2 separate regions of the Rattus norvegicus genome follow, and region 2 is linked to region 1. Evidence: chromatin contacts called from public Hi-C data. All regions are on one chromosome and are shown on one strand. Each heading gives the region's core, a stretch centred on a gene start, on an enhancer-like site or on the middle of the called end of the contact. The rest is flanking DNA. Distances are from core to core; before and after follow the strand shown. Region 1 has its middle 280 kb from the start of Lratd1. Region 2 holds the start of LOC134479342.

Evidence for each region. A called contact is a pair of places that touch in the nucleus more often than the background predicts.
Region 2: a contact with region 1 is called in a Hi-C map of frontal cortex, with 2.7 times the contacts expected there. The contact joins the promoter of LOC134479342 here to the enhancer-like site in region 1. A contact is called at or near these places in 2 of 12 Hi-C or Micro-C datasets (frontal cortex and prefrontal cortex).

Annotation. Positions count from the first base shown.
Region 1 is chr6:42,369,207-42,371,970 of GRCr8, reverse strand. No RefSeq gene overlaps it. Among named protein-coding and RNA genes, the nearest start is that of Lratd1, 280 kb to the left of the region's middle. Within about 2 kb of position 1,405, at least 16 of the 93 cell types and tissues checked have an H3K27ac peak or open chromatin away from gene starts, as enhancers often do. A contact at or near this core is called in prefrontal cortex, where this site is marked.
Region 2 is chr6:42,647,200-42,650,063 of GRCr8, reverse strand. LOC134479342 reads right to left here and starts at 1,329. Exons shown (of 4, transcript XM_063262745.1): 1 at 1-1,329. It overlaps Lratd1 (LRAT domain containing 1), which reads left to right. Exons shown (of 4, transcript NM_001127299.1): 4 at 398-2,864. The coding sequence ends at 1,312.

The DNA of each region.
Region 1 (2,764 bases), core at 156-2,655:
ATTTCATGATTCCAAAATTTAAGACTATATCATCGGTCATATTTTAGCTACCCTTAGCCTTGTAGAGACTAGAAAAATAAATCTTATACGTGCTTTACTCAAAAAGCCACTAAAGTATGTGTTCCACAAACAGGAGAAAGTAAGCCAAGCAATAAGAGTATGTAGGATCCAGAAAACAGGGAATCATACAAAAGTATGTCCCTGATGAGTGGAAGGTAAGTCCACCAATGTCAGAGATGTATCTAAACTGGAGCGGGCATACGTGCAGCCAGGAACAGGGCTGGAACCCATAACTACTATGCTTGACTCCCTGTAAAATTTAAGAATTAAGAATGGCTAACAGTCACTCCATAGCAAAGTTAGCAATAGAAGAGAGTCATGATGAACTCAAAGAAAAGTTGGAAATTGTATGAATAAAAATGACACGTAGAAAGTTATATAGATCCTCTTAGAGCAGTGTTACATAAGACTAAAAGATTTTAACAGTGAAGGTGGATTTAACACAAGCCTGGAATGTGTGACACTGAGGCAAGCAGAGGAGAGAGGTTGAATGCTATAAGCACAGAGAGGAGACATGAGACTGCTAAACCCTTTATTTCACACGAGAAAGTCAATGTGCAATATATCACTTAACAGAAAAAAAAAACATGGAATGGTAAGTACATTATATAGAAATAAGGAAAGAAATTCTAAAATAAGTATCCAATACAGTGAAAAGAAGCTCATTCTCGGAGGCAGATCTTAGGGCATGGCGGAGGGAAATGAGGAACTGCTGTGTGACTTTGTTGCTAGACGCATTGCTTTTATTGTTGTACTACGTAAATATTAATTTGGTAAGAAGTTATATGCTAAGAATAGAAAAAGAAAACCAAAAAACAAACAAACAAACCTCAACTCTCTTTTACCAGACAAACAAACAAACAAACAAACAACACAATGGTGGTAGAAAAAGTTGTTCTAGAAATCACTAATGCCATAGTGTAAGTTAAAGGAATTGGCCTTTCTATCTAAGTCTCAACAGTGTAATGAGTGAGGATTTCCCACAAGGCTTTACGACACGTGTGGGGAGGGGGTTTACCTCATCCTGACCCTCCAAGGTGTCAGACATCCTTCTTCAGCTCAGCTAAGATGCTGTGCTGTATGCTAATAATACCAACATTCATTATATTCTCAATATCAAGCTTTTTAAGCTTGATCATATAGTGTTTGAAATTAAAGAGCAGTTTTATTCTGTTTCTCGTGGCAATACAATCTTTTCCTTAGTCATTCTCCTTCCTATCCTCCTACACAGAACACATTTTCCTCAGCATTCTGGGGGAGGTTCACAGCATATATCTGGAAGCTCATCCTGAGCACCACAAACCAATTAGCTGCTAAGAAAAGCTCTGCGGAGTGCTCTCGCCACTTCTTTTGACTCAGATCTTGTGTGAGAATCGCAACGCGTCACACAGGGACTGTGTGACTGTTCATCAGTACTGCAGCAGCCACAGCAGCCACCACTATCTTCCCGATCTCGCAGGCCCTCAGTTAGGGGGTGGGAGGTCTCCAGCCGGGCCTGTCGGTCAGCAGAATCTTCAGACCCTTGAGGAGGTGGAGGATAATGTACCACAGTATGCTCCTGTCCTTCGCTGTACATGACAACACTGCGGACAATGTATAAGCATTTTACCTCAGAGGTTCTGTGTTGTTATACAACTTCACAAAATTCATACACACATAAATAAAAGGTTCAGAGATTTGTAAGCCCTGATCGGAAGTTTCTGTGGTACGCAGGGAAGTGGACTTGGACCTTGCAAATCATGTGACTCCCAAGTGCCTGAATGTATCCTCCTTCCCCTCGTCCCTCCCAAGCAGAAACCTAGACCTCTGTGAAGGAAATTGGCCTGATATCATTCAACTAGCAGTGACCAGAATTGTTGTGCTCAGAAGTGAGCCACAATAGGCCACTTAACCTTAACTCATCAATTCAACAAACAAGAGTTAAAAGAAAGAAATGGGAGTATATTTATGTGAACACATTTGGAAGAGGGAAGAGAGGAGCAGTGACACACACACCCCCATCAATCTTTGGTATTAAAATTTGAAGTTTAGGTCCAAATAAAGAGTCAGAGTATTTATAACTAAGCCGTCTTTGTCAAGGTGTCACCCCACCTATCATCGCAGCACGGTCTCTCCTGCAAAGTGATATAACAAGTTGTCAGAGCTGCGTGAAATCCTTTTTCCAGGAGATAGCTCCCCTTCAGGTAGATACAAGAGCCTCAGGTTTTTCCTTCGCTAGCATGACACTCCTGGGGAAAGTTCGCTTTGGGGATCCCCGGTTCCGGTAGTCTGATAGTCAAGCCCCGGGGCACAAGCGTCTGGTGTGACTGTCTCCATTGCTGCCAGGATGGTGATAAAATGGAAAGGGACTTCTGAGTGCGAGCTCAGTTTTCTCCGTTGTCTTTTTCAGTCTTTCATACTTCCGGCCCTTTCCTACTTATGGAAACTAAAAATGGAGTCCATTCTGGAGAGTTATGGAGATGTTATCATGCTGCATTTTCCCCAAGGAAAGAAGTTTGATAAATTATTTAAATATCCACTTTTCTCCACTAAAATGTACACTATGTTTTTTTTTCTAAGTAAAATGTGGAATCCCTTATTTTACCGAGCCGTTTATGTGCACCATTTTTCTTCTTAAGAGCATCTCTTCTCCCGTATCCACTGCTTTAGAAACCCCTGGAGATGTAATGAGATATTGATTGCCCCCGCTCTTGTCTCCACCCTA
Region 2 (2,864 bases), core at 80-2,579, 280 kb before region 1:
TCCTTGGGGCTTCTCTTGACACTCTTCTCTTCCTTCTGGGTAACCATCTCCTACCCTGCCACAACCTGCGCTCTCTTCGCCCACTTGAACCTTACATGCTCTCTAGCCCGCCTGCGGTTTCTCCTGTGGAAGTTACGGGGCAGGGTTCCTGGGCAGAGTCAGAGGCTGGCTGAGCTGGTATAGTGTCTGCTCTGGCCCCTGAGACTGGTGCTTTCTTCTGTCCCCCCCCCCTCCCTTTTTTCCCCCAGGGAGTATCTGCAAAGTTGGCTGTTGCAGGCGACTTCAGTGCCGGTGATTAGACAAGCTGCAGGCACTTGGGGAACTGAACTCCTTGGGCAGGGGACACCAGGAGGGTCATTCCGGACTCTGATGGTGTCTATCCTCTCTCCCTCGGCAGATCTCAGTTCCTGGCCCTGGCCTCGCCGCGTCATTGATGGGCAACCAACTGGATCGCATCACCCACCTCAACTACAGCGAGTTGCCCACTGGGGACCCATCTGGGATTGAGAAGGACGAGCTGCGAGTCGGGGTTGCCTACTTCTTCTCGGATGAGGAGGAGGACCTGGACGAACGCGGGCAGCCGGACAAGTTTGGTGTGAAGGGCCCTCCAGGTTGTAGCCCTTGCCCAGAGAGCCCCAGCCGCCACCATCACCACCTGCTGCACCAGCTCGTCCTCAACGAGACTCAGTTCTCCGCCTTCCGAGGCCAGGAATGCATCTTTTCCAAAGTGACCGGCGGCCCTCAGGGCGCCGACTTGAGTGTATACGCGGTCACTGCGCTGCCCGCGATCTGCGAGCCGGGCGATCTGCTAGAGCTCTTGTGGCTACAGCCGGCGACCGAGCAGCCCGCGCCAGCCCCTCACTGGGCCGTCTACGTGGGCGGCGGGCAGATCATCCACCTGCACCAAGGCGAGATCCGCCAGGACAGCCTGTACCAGGCGGGCGCGGCCAACGTGGGCCGGGTGGTGAATAGCTGGTACCGCTACCGCCCGCTGGTGGCCGAGTTGGTGGTGCAGAACGCCTGTGGCCACCTGGGCCTCAAGAGCGAGGAGATCTGCTGGACGAACTCCGAGAGCTTCGCTGCCTGGTGCCGCTTTGGAAAGCGCGAGTTCAAGGCTGGAGGGGAGGTTCCCGCAGGAACGCAGCCTCCGCAACAGCAGTATTATCTCAAGGTGCATCTAGAGGAGAACAAAGTCCATACGGCTCGGTTCCACAGCCTGGAGGACCTCATCCGCGAGAAGCGTCGCATAGACGCCAGTGGCCGCCTTCGAGTGCTTCAGGAGCTTGAGGACTTTGTGGATGACAAGGAGTAGCCTCCGAGGGACCGCCCGGCGCGCCAGTTCCCACGCCCGGAGCTCCCTTCCAGTCCCCGCAGTTCTGCACTCCACGCCCCCCTAACGCGCCCGCCCAGGACCAGCGTCTAGAAGCTTCAAGAACTAACCAACCCCCGCACTGGGCGAGCGCAGCTGCACACCCCTAAGACAGCCCGGGTGTTGGTGACCGTGCCAGGGTAACCCAGCCTGCACCTCTCCCCTGGGTTGTGAAGGGAAAGAGGGAGTGGGCAAAAGGGGAGCAAGGACACTACCTTTCCAGCGAGCCAAGGGTCAGTGACTCTTCAGCAGACAGGGCAAATATCCTTAGTCACAGGGAACCGTCACCACTATCCCCAGATGCGCACACACAGACCAGACGGAGGTGAGAATTAGTCTTTTGGGGACACAATTCAACTCCCGAGTGGAGAGTGGTGTGTCCTGGGATATCAGAATTCCCATGAAACCGAGCCTGTCTCTGTGTACTTGGGAGCACTTCAGGGACTCCAGGTTACCCTGAGGCTGCCCAGCACTGTCCTGCAGCTCTCCAGCCCCAGAGTCTCCTGACAAAGCATTCCAGGCTTCCGGCTGAGCTAGATAGGTTTGGCTTCCCGTTTGTACAACTGGAAGTAGATGCCATCCCCGGCTTGACCAACACTTGCCAGAAAGAAAGCCTTCTGGGTCCCGGGAGGAAAATGGCTGAAGCACTTCTTTGGGAGAGGAGGGCTTGCCGGCTCCGGAAAAGGAGCTAATTCACCTGGTGTGTGGGCACTTGAACTTAGGAAGGAGGAGGCTTTTTGCCCATGATTGCTTCCCTCCTCACTCACAGAGTCCTGTTTTCTGAGGGACTGAAGAAGAGGGAGGCAGGGAAGATCTACAACATTCCAGAAACCAGCATTAGGACAGCCTAGCCAGTGTCTTTAGTTTGGCTTTTCCTAACCAGAAGATCTTAGAAGGCGGGGGGAGGTGGAGATTGTTTGTAAAATGAAACAGCAGTTTTCCAACGATATCAACAAAGCCTACAGTGTCGACGCTTCTCTTGATCATTTTTAGCAACATGCTAATGAAATTTCAAATTGAAATTTTTATTTTCATGGCTTTAATCCATGATAGCTTAAATACCGGGGGCCATTAGGAGTGGAATTTAGCTAAGACCTTAGCTGACATTGCTTTCACTCTGGTTTTTCTCAACTCTTATGAGAATTCTGTTTGGGGGATATTATAGTTATTACTTTTTTTTTCCTGGCTTTACAAAGCAGGCCTGCAACGGTGGAGCTGTTCATTAGTGTGTATATTATACTGAATTTTTGTCAGTTCAAGGGTCTGCTGCTTTGGTGAAAATTGCTAGCAAGTTCCACGAGGGGTCTTTTCTTTATGCTGTATATCATTACCATTTCATCTTTGCATTGCCCTCCCCCTTGTCCTCACCTCTTGATTCCCCTTGAAAGGAATCTAGAGTTCATGGGATTCGGGGGCCCTCTTTTGTAGCTTGTCCTGCTGTTTATTTCTGAGAACAGGGAAGCGCTCTTAGAAGCAGGACAGAATGTGTGTCTTT